Linked DNA regions of Zea mays: regions 2 and 3 are each linked to region 1. A link is a contact called in public Hi-C data. All regions are on one chromosome and are shown on one strand. Each heading gives the region's core, a stretch centred on a gene start, on an enhancer-like site or on the middle of the called end of the contact. The rest is flanking DNA. Distances are from core to core; before and after follow the strand shown.

What was found. Hi-C and Micro-C count contacts between places; a contact is called where the count stands out from the background.
Region 2: a contact with region 1 is called in a Hi-C map of leaf, with 9 times the contacts expected there. The contact joins the promoter of LOC100191165 here to the promoter of LOC100282964 in region 1. A contact is called at or near these places in 3 of 25 Hi-C or Micro-C datasets (ear and leaf).
Region 3: a Hi-C map of leaf shows a contact between it and region 1, with 5 times the contacts expected there. The contact joins the promoter of LOC100383452 here to the promoter of LOC100282964 in region 1. A contact is called at or near these places in 6 of 25 Hi-C or Micro-C datasets (bundle sheath, ear, leaf and 1 more).

What each region holds. Positions count from the first base shown.
Region 1 is chr3:137,810,215-137,814,321 of Zm-B73-REFERENCE-NAM-5.0, forward strand. It overlaps LOC100282964 (serine carboxypeptidase 1), which reads right to left and starts at 2,318. Exons shown (of 13, transcript NM_001155869.2): 1 at 1,629-2,318; 2 at 250-329; 3 at 18-140. The coding sequence starts at 1,944.
Region 2 is chr3:138,023,981-138,028,087 of Zm-B73-REFERENCE-NAM-5.0, forward strand. LOC100191165 (2-dehydro-3-deoxyphosphooctonate aldolase) reads left to right here and starts at 1,730. Exons shown (of 14, transcript NM_001136600.1): 1 at 1,730-1,840; 2 at 1,958-2,014; 3 at 2,347-2,444; 4 at 2,535-2,631; 5 at 3,074-3,139; 6 at 3,642-3,701; 7 at 3,827-3,901. The coding sequence starts at 1,976.
Region 3 is chr3:137,950,000-137,954,106 of Zm-B73-REFERENCE-NAM-5.0, forward strand. LOC100383452 reads left to right here and starts at 2,004. Exons shown (of 17, transcript NM_001357145.1): 1 at 2,004-2,304; 2 at 2,383-2,506; 3 at 2,638-2,709; 4 at 2,846-2,920; 5 at 3,024-3,095; 6 at 3,456-3,617; 7 at 3,728-3,802; 8 at 3,883-3,954; 9 at 4,040-4,107. The coding sequence starts at 2,205.

The DNA.
Region 1 (4,107 bases), core at 1,068-3,567:
ATGTTTAATTATATTACCTTGAGCAGGAAAGTGTGCGAATCGGCGGCGGTCTTGAAGTCGCCAGTCTCGTAGTCCGAAACGTTGTTTGAGTAGGAAAGCCCGACGCCGGCAGGGGAGTCCAAGTATATCACACTCGACACCTGCGACAAAAACAATGCAAAAAGCACATCACTAGCTGCCTGGCTATAGTTAATTAGTCTCTCGCGGACAGAGACGAGAGGTGCAGTGCAGTGCAGTAGTGTGTCCAACCTTAGACCAGCTATAAGGGTTGAGATGAAGCTTTGGCAGGCTCCCAGCTGACCCTCCTGATGACTCAAAGCTGAATGGCCCTGAATCCAAAAACAGAATCATCATCGGCATGCATGGAGAGTAGTAGTGTATTAGGCATCTCTAGACTGACTTGTTTACTTCACACCTGCTCCATTGCTTTTCTCAATATAGTCCGTAGATATTAACATTTCGAGAAAAAAAGGTATAAAGACGAGATATTTTTTTTAGCATCCATGTGTGCTAAAAAAAAAAGCAAAGACAACAGAAACAGAGAGGACAATCTGAGATGGTGTGAGGATAATCAGGCATTATTATTCGTCTGGCCAGTTAACGTAATTGGGAGCATGTATGTGCAGCAGCGGAGAACCACCAATGCGTATCAGTCTGCTGCTGGGACGACAAAAGTTGAAGCCGCCAGACAATAATCAGGAGTTGATCCGATCAGGAGAATCATCGTGCAACGTAGAGCACCGGCCAGATGGGCAACGAGTGTGGCCGCCAACAATCTCTACTCGACCAAGGGTTCACTTTATTGACAGAGAAAAAATATCAGATATTATGTAACTTTCCATCGACCATTAATTCCATTTGAATAGCGTTGGAGTTCATTGAAGCCCAAAGAAGAAGCTGTTTGCAAAGTGATTAATTAGTGAGCATATTTTAGGCTCACCCGTAGCTATTGCAATATGCCTTTTTCCCCCATGGGCATCTTTGTTCGTCACTACTTGTTCTGGCGTCTAGAATTGAATATCTATGTCCATATACATATAACCCCACGCTAACTAGTAGCTCGTCGTGTCATGCTAAAAACGGAGTAGAGTACTATATGTATATAGCTAGTTTGGTCCTTAACTCGACCATCCTTATTAGTAGAGAGTAACCATATCATACTACATGTGTATATATATAGCAACCCCTAGTGCGTCACTGTGCACTATAACAACCTCCCGCACTAGCTAGAATTTGGGGTGGGCCCCGCGTATCCCCCAAAATCCTCAATTGTTCTACGTCCGGCGTCCGGCCGCCGGTGCGTAGTGGTAGAAAGCAACAGCGCAGCAACCAGACCAGCTCTCGATGATCGGCCGGCCCCACCCACACCGCTATAGATATATTCTTCCGTTCCTCTCTAAGCTAGCTAGAGCTCGGTCATCCATTCCGTTTCCGTCCGTCCACAAACAAGCAACGACGGGGGTTATTCCGGGCAAAAGATAAGAAAAAGGGAACCCGATGGTGACCTGACGACACGCACACACGACGACCAAGATGAGAAAAGAAAGGTAGGGAGCTAGCTAGGGGTCGTCGACGTCGACGTCGACTTCGACGCGACGTACGGACGCCGTAATACGCACGCACCGTACCGTGCTCGTAGACGAAGCCGTCGAAGCTGGAGCAGCCGGGCCCGCCGTTGAGCCAGAGCACGACGGGGTCCCGGGCCGGGTCGCGCTCCGACTCCACCAGGTAGTAGAACAGCCGCCTGCCGTGCCGCTCGTCCACCGTCACGTACCCGGCGTAGTGCTTCGACGGCAGCTGCTGCTTGTTGCCGAACCCCGGGACGCTCGTCACCAGCGCGCCCGGCGGCGCCGCGACGGCGAGGAAGGAGGTCGCCACCACCACCGCCGCCAGCAGCCAGAGGCGGGCTGCTGGTCGAGCGGCGGTAGCAGAGCCGCACGCCATTGCTTGCCGCTGCGGTAGTGTAGTGGATGGGCAGGGCTAGCTCGATTGACGTACCGTCGTCGGCGGAGCTTGCTAGCTAGCTAGCTAGGAGCCTAGGACGGACGGCGGCAATGGCACAGTGACCAGTCGGGATGATTGATACGGCCGGAGGCGTTTAAATACACACACGGTGAGCTGCCGCCCGCCTGCATGCGCCGTTACTATTAGTGAGGGGATTGGATGGTGACGTCGACGATAAAGCCGGTGCGCGCGCGCGCGGCAGTCCTGTTGGAATTCTCACCGTCGCACAGCGCCACAGCCTACCCAGTGCCCAGTGGAGTCGGCCGCCGAACAACGCATGGATATGTTGACTAGTTGACGGACTTAGCGAAAACAGAACTTAGTTAATTAATCTCTTTCTCTCTCTCTCTATATATATGGACGAACTAATGGAAGCCCAGGGCTTCCATTAGTATCGGGAAGCCCCAGCCAATTAGACGCAATCGGTCAGACCGCAGGTTTGTTCGGCGGTTTATGGTCTGATCGAACCACAACGTAAATCATAAGCCAACAGATCGTAAACCCGTGTGTATTTTAGCGTAAAATGGTATACGCGATAAAATCTCGAACGATAACTGAAGCCTCCCGAAAATATCGCCTAGCATGCACGTAAGCAGAAACGCGAGGCATAAATATGTACATACAATGGCGTAACTGGTTAGATATACTTCAGTAAATATAAATCTGTTTCAACAAACCGCGATAAATTCTCTCGAGTTGTTATCACCAGTCCGACAATATCTCCTGGCATGCAGGAACAAACTTTATAGATCGTAATTGACCGAACAAAATAGCGTAAACATTGTACACGGGATTGGTTAGCTCAGGGCATATAAAAAGGAACGTGGCGGCTGATTGTATTGCATTGTTTACAATGGCTGACGGCAGAGAAGAAGAAGCAGGCGATGATAATTCTGCGTCATTGCACATAGCTGCACCAGGTAAATTTGCAATTGAATTATTACTTCAGTTCATAAAATAATTAGACAAATATGATGGCCGGCTTGCAGACACATGCAGTGGTCTACCAGCAGCGCCCACATCAAGAATTATATCTCCAAACTGTGGTGCGAGTCCACGGATAAATATAGTAACACCACCTGCAGAATTACGAGCGCCAGGGGTCAATGATGGCAATACAACAATAATTGAAACAATGGTAGCAGCAAATCAAATGGTGCCTATGAGGACCATTAGTGATCATGAACAAGATACACCTAATATCCTCCGAAGTCATGTAAGTTATTTATCTTTGGTTATGTCAATTATACAATTTATAAAATTAAGACTGTAACTAATATAAAATTAATTGTATTTATGATTATGTTAATTCACAGCCTGAAAGTATTGATCCAACCATGGTGCCTAGGATCGGTATGACATTTGGAAATGTCGATGAGGCATACAATTTTTACAGTCGTTACGCATATGAGGTTGGTTTTCCACTTAAAAAGTATAGGGAGAGAAAGAACTGTAAGTGGTTAAATTGTTCAATGGAGGGTAGAAATACAGAAAGTTAGCTAGTAATCCTAGAATCCGTAATACATCATCGAGGAGAACACAATGCAAGGCTGGTTTGAAACTAAAAAAATCTATGATGACTCAAAAGAAAATATTGTAGCCGTAAGAATCGATCTGGTGCACTTAGAACATAATCATGAATTCATTAAGAAGGATACTGTAAAGAAACACCTACAATGCAACAAAACTCATGATCCTGAGTACATGGAGTTTCTCAGTTCAATGCAGCAAAGCAGAATCCCGCAACACTGTATCATGGACTTCGTGTCTGAGATGCATGGTGGTCCAGAAAACGTACCAATTACAGCAAAGGACATTGCTAATTTGTAAGAATCATTTTCTTTATGTATCTATTATATAAATTTTAAAATCCATTTCAAGTTAATGAGTAATAATTATAATTTTTTGTTGAAATATACAGGAAACAGGCAAAGCAACGAGAAAAGAATGCCAATGATGTGTCTAAGCTTTTGGCTTTTTTTCATTATGCAAAAGGGATAATCCACAATTTTTCTCTGATTTCTAGTTAGACAGCGAAGGAAAAATATTGAGTATTTTTTGGTCTCATGCTAGTCAGCAAGGAGAGTATGTTGATTTTGGGGA
Region 2 (4,107 bases), core at 480-2,979, 210 kb after region 1:
CCATAGCCAAAACTCTAATTTTGAAAATAGAGTTTTTGAAAAGTCTAACAAACACTATATTGGAAAAATATCATACCTACAATATTTTCAAAAAAGGGAGAAAATACTACACTTCCAAACATGCCCTCAGAGAGAGAGAGAGAGAGGCACACAACACAGTCAAACCCTAATCTCTGCACCCTCATTGCGCCTAAGCGCAGGGGCGGGCCCCACTAGATTCAATGGTATTCATATGAATACCCATTATTTTTGGCAAAAAAAATCAATAGATACTAATATACATGTATGTGTACACAGTAAATAGAAAACGAATCAAGATTTGTGCTCATTTGGGCTGAAAACGTTACTTTTCCAGCCTCCACCCAAGCTAGCACAATAGGTTTAGCGTGGCCCATTCTCAATTAGCACATATTTTCATCTCTCAAGTGGCCTAGTCCTAAATTCCTAATTCCCAAACCCCACGCTGATAGCAGGCAGCATCAGCCGCCGCCGCCTGCCTACCACTACGGGCCTACGGCAGCCACTGCGGCTAGTCCTGCAGCGCGACGCCGCGACGACGCGACACAGGCACACAACGAAGGTGACACGGCGCCTCAGCCCTCAACTAGCGGTCAGCTGGTCAGGCCTCAGCCGCTGTCGCCTCGCCTGTCGGCCATCGGCGGCTCGGCACCTAGGCCCCAGTCGGCCAGTCCGGCGTCCCCAGGGCCATAGCCCGACAGCCGCACAACCTTCAGACTTCAGTTTTGAAATAGTTGTATGCAAATATGTAGTTTGTGTTTAGTTAGCCTAGAATTTTAAATTATGATGACTAGTTATTAAATCAGTTATGCCTATATTGTTTATGCTTAATTCTATGTTATATATACAAATAATTACTCCTATCTATGCCAATAGAAAAACTTTAGTCTTTAAAAATCATTATCCTATAAAATTTTCGAATACACACCTTCTAAATTCTGGACGGTCACTGCCTAAGCGCCAGGCCACTGTGGTACACCTAGTTCGTCCACCAGTCGCCAGCCTACCTCGTCCACCCGTGGGCCTCGTCCTTATCCTCGTTCACCTGCGACGCACCACGCCCTCGTCTAGATCCAGTCATCCTCGTTCATCGGCAGACCGACACCGGCCAACCACGCCCATTGCCACTGGCCAACCTCGTTTTTGTCCACGGTCGGTGTGTAGTATACTACTGCATCGTTTATGTGTGGTGCGTGTTGGCAAGTATGGTTAGCAGCTTGTATGACGATGCAACAACTTGATCCATCGTGCCTGTGCGCTTGGCAGCTTGTTGTATAAGCTTAGCAGTTGGCAGCAAACAAACACCTCATAGCATAAAATAATAAAATACTACTGTATTATCTAAAACCATGGTATTACATAAAAACTGTAAAAATATTTCACCCCAAACAGACCATTAGGATTACTTTGGGAACCTCAAACCTCCTTCGAATTGGAGGGGATTAAAATGGAAATAAACTATTTTTTTTAATCCCAATCAATTCCGGGATTTAAGTTTCCAAACTAGTCCTTAGTTGTTTCGGTTTCGGTACCAGTTTTGAGGGCAAAAACTTTCGGTTTCGAACTGTGTCTGGGTGGATGTGATTGGGCTGAGCCTGCGACCGTCCGGCCCACAGCATTTTCGGCCTGTGTCCATTCAACTCGTTAGAGCTCGGCTTAAATTAGCCAACCGGTCCTCCGGTCGCTGTCATCCTCAGCCTCAGCTCAGTCTCTTCCACTCTCCCTTGACCTGTCTCCTTCACCTGCTGATTGCTGTGCCGCTCCGCTCCGCTCCGGTGGCATCTGCATCTGCATCTCCATCCCTCGATCTGTCTTCTCTCAGGTTCGTGCGCTTCATCCGCCCTCCCGTGCTTCCGCTGCATTTCTTTCTCGTGATCTTGGGGGGTTCTAGGACAGGGACGGCCGGACGGGCCTTGATGTTTTTGTTGTGCCGCCGCAGGGTGGAATAAGCGTGACAATGGAGGCTCCACCCGTGGCGCTGTTCGACACCCTCAAGGTGCGCACTGAGAGTTGCTTTTGTAATTCTCACCATCATCTTGGATGCGGCATTTCATCGATCGTCCTGCGAGCTGTTCGGTGTTTAAATTCTTGCCCTTTTGTTTCTGATGTGATATGGTAGCAAATCTTATTAGCTTGTTCGAGTGGATCTGAGAATGTACAGTGGAATTCCAAGCAATGTATTTTTTGGGTTAAAAGGAATGTCGACCGTGATGTATCGAGTCTGTGGTAGTTTCTTCGTTTGCCCTCACATGAATGATATAAACGACAACTTTTGTGATCATGTATTATGTACTGTGTGTTTTTTTATCAATCTGATTCTTGCAACAGGCAGCCAAACCGTTCTTCTTGTTGGCTGGTCCCAACGTGATTGAATCGGAGGAGCACGTCCTGAAGATGGCCAAACACATCAAAGCAATTACGACCAAGTGAGCACGAAGTGGGGATCAGTCTTTTTTTTTCTAACAAAACCGGGGCTAAATTAAACCTACACTGTTGCCTTTCCCTCTCCATGATAGGCTTGGAATTCCGCTCGTGTTCAAGTCCAGCTTTGATAAAGCAAACCGTACATCATCAAAATCATTCCGTGGTCCTGGTCTTGAAGAAGGTCTTAAGGTGAGGCATGTTTTATTCTTCACACTAGGCATTTCCTAGTTTTGATTACGTTGGTCTTCAGTACAATGTGCAAATTCATGTCAAGCCATATGTGACACTAGTTTAGTTCTCTGCAATATCATATGATAATTAAATTGGACATATTTTTAGCATCAGTGATTATCTGGATTTCTGGGAAGGGGCTGGACAACTAAAATCACCTGTTCAAATAGAGTGGGATATTCTTATTTTGGTCTAGGCTGAGATTCTAGGAGAAACATTAACAGTTAGCCATAACTTGGGATTTGATCAAGTACCAATGTCACTTTACTAACTTCTGTTCCATCAGGTGTTATGCCTTTGTCTCTGTATGACTGTATGTTACCTATTTGTTGGCACAAAGCTTTTCACGTGCAATAGTGTGTTTATATGATATTGTTTTACACTTTCCTATTTTGGTTAGATCCTTCAAAAGGTGAAAGCAACATATGACCTTCCGATAGTCACTGATGTGCACGAAAGCCACCAGGTAATCCATTCACAGATTCTACTGTGTTAACACCCAATTTTGCTTGATTCTGCACCAGATCATGTTTCTGTTGTACTTTTGTACTGTAAGACATGTTTCCTGTTCTTAAGTAATTATCTGTTTCATACTAGGTACATGTTATGTTTGTGTAGGCATATATAATCATCAGAAAGAAACTTTTGACCCCATACACTTTCCTTTTCCTTTTAAACAATGCATCTCTACACAAGTTGCAGTATTGAATGATTTGGTTTCATTTCAAATCCTTGATTCATATTCATACACAGACCTGCTTTTCATAATTTTGTCCTTATATTTGAGGGGCAAGCTGTTACTTTTTTGAGCATATGTGGAACTCAATAACACGATTACCCACAATCTAACAACCCACCTTATTGCTAACTGCCCATTGCTTGTGTTGCCCTTTATCAAATCAAAATCTCCTACTGCATATTGTTTGCTATGAAGGGATAGATGATTCCTAATTATTTGATTAAATCAGTGTGAAGCTGTTGGAAGAGTTGCTGACATCATACAGATTCCAGCCTTCCTCTGTCGCCAGGTACAGTTTTGAACAAAAGAATTTTCTGTGGACACCAGTTTTTTCATATATTTAAGCATGACTGCAATCTGCATATTTGTACCATGTTCTGAATCTTTAATGTAAACATATTACTATGATGACAGACTGATCTTCTAGTGGCTGCTGCTAAGACTGGAAAAATTATCAATATCAAGAAAGGACAATTCTGTGCGCCTTCTGTAAGTTGCATTTTACTAGCTGATAGTATAATTGAAACTTGAATATAGGATTTTTTAGCTACTTGCTAATTTAGCATTTTAATCATTACCGTAAAAAGGTTCTCTGCTGTTAAATGTTGCACAAAGTAACAAACATTTCATAATGTCCTTAGTCCTAGTTTTCATAGCAATCTGGTGAAGTTTCTTACTGTGATAAATGAGGTGCA
Region 3 (4,107 bases), core at 754-3,253, 140 kb after region 1:
ACATCAACCACCGAAAAGAATGACATTAAAGACATATAGGAAGCAAATAAGACTTGCCCTCATAACGAATTGTCAATTAATACCAGTTTAAGTACTAAATTGTTACTCCCCCTAAATGAGTGTTCTCCTTTAGAAAGAATTTTCTCCCCCTTTAGAGACAAAGAAATACTCCCCCTGACAGAGAACTTCTACTTAGGAAAAAGCATGTGAGAAATCGAGGTGCAAGACATGATTTGAATAGACTAACTTCCCTTATGCATAGGTAATAAAATATGAGTCAACAATATATGCATTTTAGCAACATGGGAAGTATAAGATATGAAATATAGTCTAATCAAATATTGGAGAAGACATGTAAATTATACTGAATGTAGTCTCAAAGATACCAATTGAAAGTCAATGGCGAACCAATTGAAGACCAATGGCAGACTTATGAGACATGAAAGTTCTTTGAGATTTTGGAGTGGAAGTTTGTTGTCTTTCTCCGGGGACTTTATTTTCCTTACAATGAGACTACTACATGAAATAGACTCGAAAACGGTATTAGTCTCAAAGTCTTAGATTATAGATTAACCTTCTCCTGAAAGTGTGCATACAAGTTTTGAATACTTGTAGGAGACATGCACTTTGATTTGATATCAAGAGGGATAGATTATCCATAACCCGAGCTTTGGCACATATAAGTTAAATGATACTAATTGTAGGATATAAGATTTTGAAGCATTAGTGTCATTTACTTAGGGATGTTAAATAAGCTATGTGCCATGCTTAATTAAACAATTTTAAACCATGCAGGTTTGCTCAAAAATATGAAATGAGAACGAGCAATCCTACCATGTGATTTACCTAGTATGCATGCATTGTTAATCTAAAGTACAAAATGAAATACTAGGCATGAAATGGTAAGCTAGATATAAGAAAATGAGATGTAAATCTAAAAATAAGGAAAACAATAAATATAGTTACCTTAGTTATGGGTGGGGAAGTTTGGGTCCAAAATATTTGCTAACCCACTTGGCAATAAACTTGATCCAATATGATGTGTCCCATGATATACATCCCATCTTTGCCAAGTCTCCAAATTTCCCGTTATTTTTCGGACTACTCACTTCCCTTTCGGGATCCAAACCTTCATGGTGCTTTTCATGGTTGAAATTATTTCCTTTGGCACCCAGATGCGTTTGGCCCCCTTTCTTTTGTTGGCTTGCTTGTTGGCCTTGATTGCTATCACTTTTCTATTTTTTTATTCTTGATCAAATATGGTGTAGCAGCCTTTTTGTTCACCTTGTTGATGTAGGTGTTGGAGATTTTGCTTGATGGCTTTTGCTTGAGCTTTTGCTTTTGCTTATCCCCGGTCATCGCCTTGCATTGGAAAGACTTATAACCTTCCTTGTGGCATAACCTACAAATCACAGTTTCGTCCTCCACAGGCTTGTTCACTCCCGCATTTATATGGTATTCAGAAACCATATAAATCTTCCACTAAGACTCGTCTAACCCATTATTCAGATTATTATAACCTCTTAAATTTTCCACTAAGGCTTATTCAGATTATTATACAACTGAAATACTATTCACCATATAAGAGAAAAACAAAACAAAACAAAACATAGCGTGGAATACCTACAACATCCAAAATATTCCACCAGTCTATACGCTGAACATAACTGCATGTGCCTGCAATTCTTTTGCTCTTTTGTCTGGGCCGAAGACTGAGTGAGTGCACATGCGTTTGCACCCTTTCCCCTACCAGAAACAAAAGTAAGAGCTAAAATTGCGCAAATTGAGAGCTATTTAGAAACTTGTCGCATTGAATAATTGCGACCCAGCACCCAACCATTAAATTAAGAGCTAAAATTATTGCAAATCCTGTCATTTTCTTGTTGCAAGTTGCATGCTGTTGACTCCATCTGGTCGTCCCCTATTTTCTTTTTTTTTTCTCAAATCTGATTCAAAGACTTCGTACGCTTGCTACTTATTGGATGAGCTGGGACGACATGTTCATTGAATTCATACATGTAGGAGATGATGAACTATATGGATGGATATCTTGACCAGTTCAATGAATATACAATTCAAGGCTCATTTCCTACCTTACATGCCTGCCAACTAATATGACCTACTGCACTTCTGCCAAAGCTTCTTGCCTTCGAAGGAGGAAGAAGAAGATGATGAGCAGCTAAGAAGAATTCGGCAACATCTCCATGAACTCTCCAAAAATGGAGCTTTCTCCATGGCTTGTGTTCTCCTTGGGTTTCCTTGCGCAGGCTCTCGTCATCTTGGCTGACACGAATGCACAAGACGGTATGTTCCAGTTTTTCCGTCCCTTGTGTCCTTGTTATTTCTGTGCTCACTTGCTCATTCTGTTGCTCTTCTGTGCAGCTTCTGGGCTGAATGGGATTCAAGATTCCTGGAACAAGAAGCCATCAAACTGGAGGGTGGGCACTGACCCATGTGGAGATAAATGGAACGGGATAAGCTGCACCACAAGCCGGGTCACGGCTATGTTAGTATCAGCAGCTAGAAGATATTATCACATACGGTCGTTTCCTTCTAGTCATCCATTTTATAGATGAGCAATTCATCACTCATTCTGCTGCTGTTGTTGTTGTTGTTTCGTGGTGGCTGTTCCTGCAGAAGACTCTCGAGTTTAGGATTGTCAGGATCCCTTTCAGGCGACATCCAGTCCCTGTCCGAATTGCAGACCTTGTATGAAACATTCCGACTTTTACAGTCTGATTTGATTTGATTTGATTTGAGTCTCCATACAAGCACATGAATTGGAATTTTTAGCATTTGTTTCAAGCATGTGAGGTGATTGCTTCCTGTTTTTGTTTTTTGGCAGGGATTTCTCCTACAACAAGGACTTGGGCGGTCCTCTTCCTGCGTCCATCGGAAGCCTGAGTAACCTCGAAAACCTGTGCGCAACCAAACTTTTTAAGGAGTTCCAATCGTCCACTGATTTCAATATTTTCACTGCCTGGATTGTTCCTTGACTTATTTGCTCTCCGACTCCTCCGCAGGATTCTTGTCGGTTGCAGCTTTTCTGGAGAAATACCGAAAGAACTCGGACAGCTCACCAAGCTTAGATTTTTGTAAGGAGACCAAACCAACCTGAAACCTTTGTGTCTATGCCTTTGATCTATTAGCAACCATAAACAAACAAGGATATAATCATTTTTTGGGATTGTATCTTCTGTTGAACAAAAAGCTTTTACCTATCTATATCTATCCAACTGTCACTTGGGAAATCAACTTTAGTTTGTCCTCTTTGGTCAGAACAGAAAGGAAGTAAAATTGAGGTCTTACGTTCTGTATATGCTTGAAAATCAAACAAGTTTATGCGCTTAGGTCCAGGCAGCACAATGTGATCTTTAGCTTTTTGACTGCCACTACAATAGGGTAAAAAAAAGAAAAGAAAAGAAAGATTTGGTCATTGTATTCCATCGCTGCAGATCTTTGAACTCAAACAAGTTCAGCGGTTCCATTCCGGCATCACTCGGAAGGCTCTCGAATCTATACTGGTTTGATCTGGCTGACAATAAGCTCTCCGGAGGACTCCCGGTGTTCGACGGCACGAATCCCGGGCTGGATAACCTGACAAATACAAAGCACTTGTATGTACCAGTTCCAGTCCCCAGAATTAAGTTCATTGACATTATATTGGGATCTGACATTTTGATCCCCTTGAAGAGTTGTGGTTCATTTGATGGCCGTTTCTTCGCAGCCACTTCGGGGTCAATCAGCTCTCAGGAACAATACCGAGCCAGATTTTCAACTCAAATATGACGCTGATACATGTGTAAGTGAGAGGAAACTCATACGACTTGGTCGTTTTTTGTTATGAAGGCTAGCTCAGGCTTGTGTTCTGTATGTATGCAGGCTTCTTGACAACAACAACTTCACCGGACGCATTCCTCCTACTCTGGGCCTTCTCAATACACTAGAAGTCATGTGAGTACAAAACCTGCATGGCATGGCATGGCATGGAAAAGAAAATCTACAAAACTTGAGCCCAACAACCTCACAAAACTTGCAGGCGTTTTGATAACAACTACCAGCTGACTGGGCCGGTTCCTAGCAACATCAACAACCTCACAAAACTTG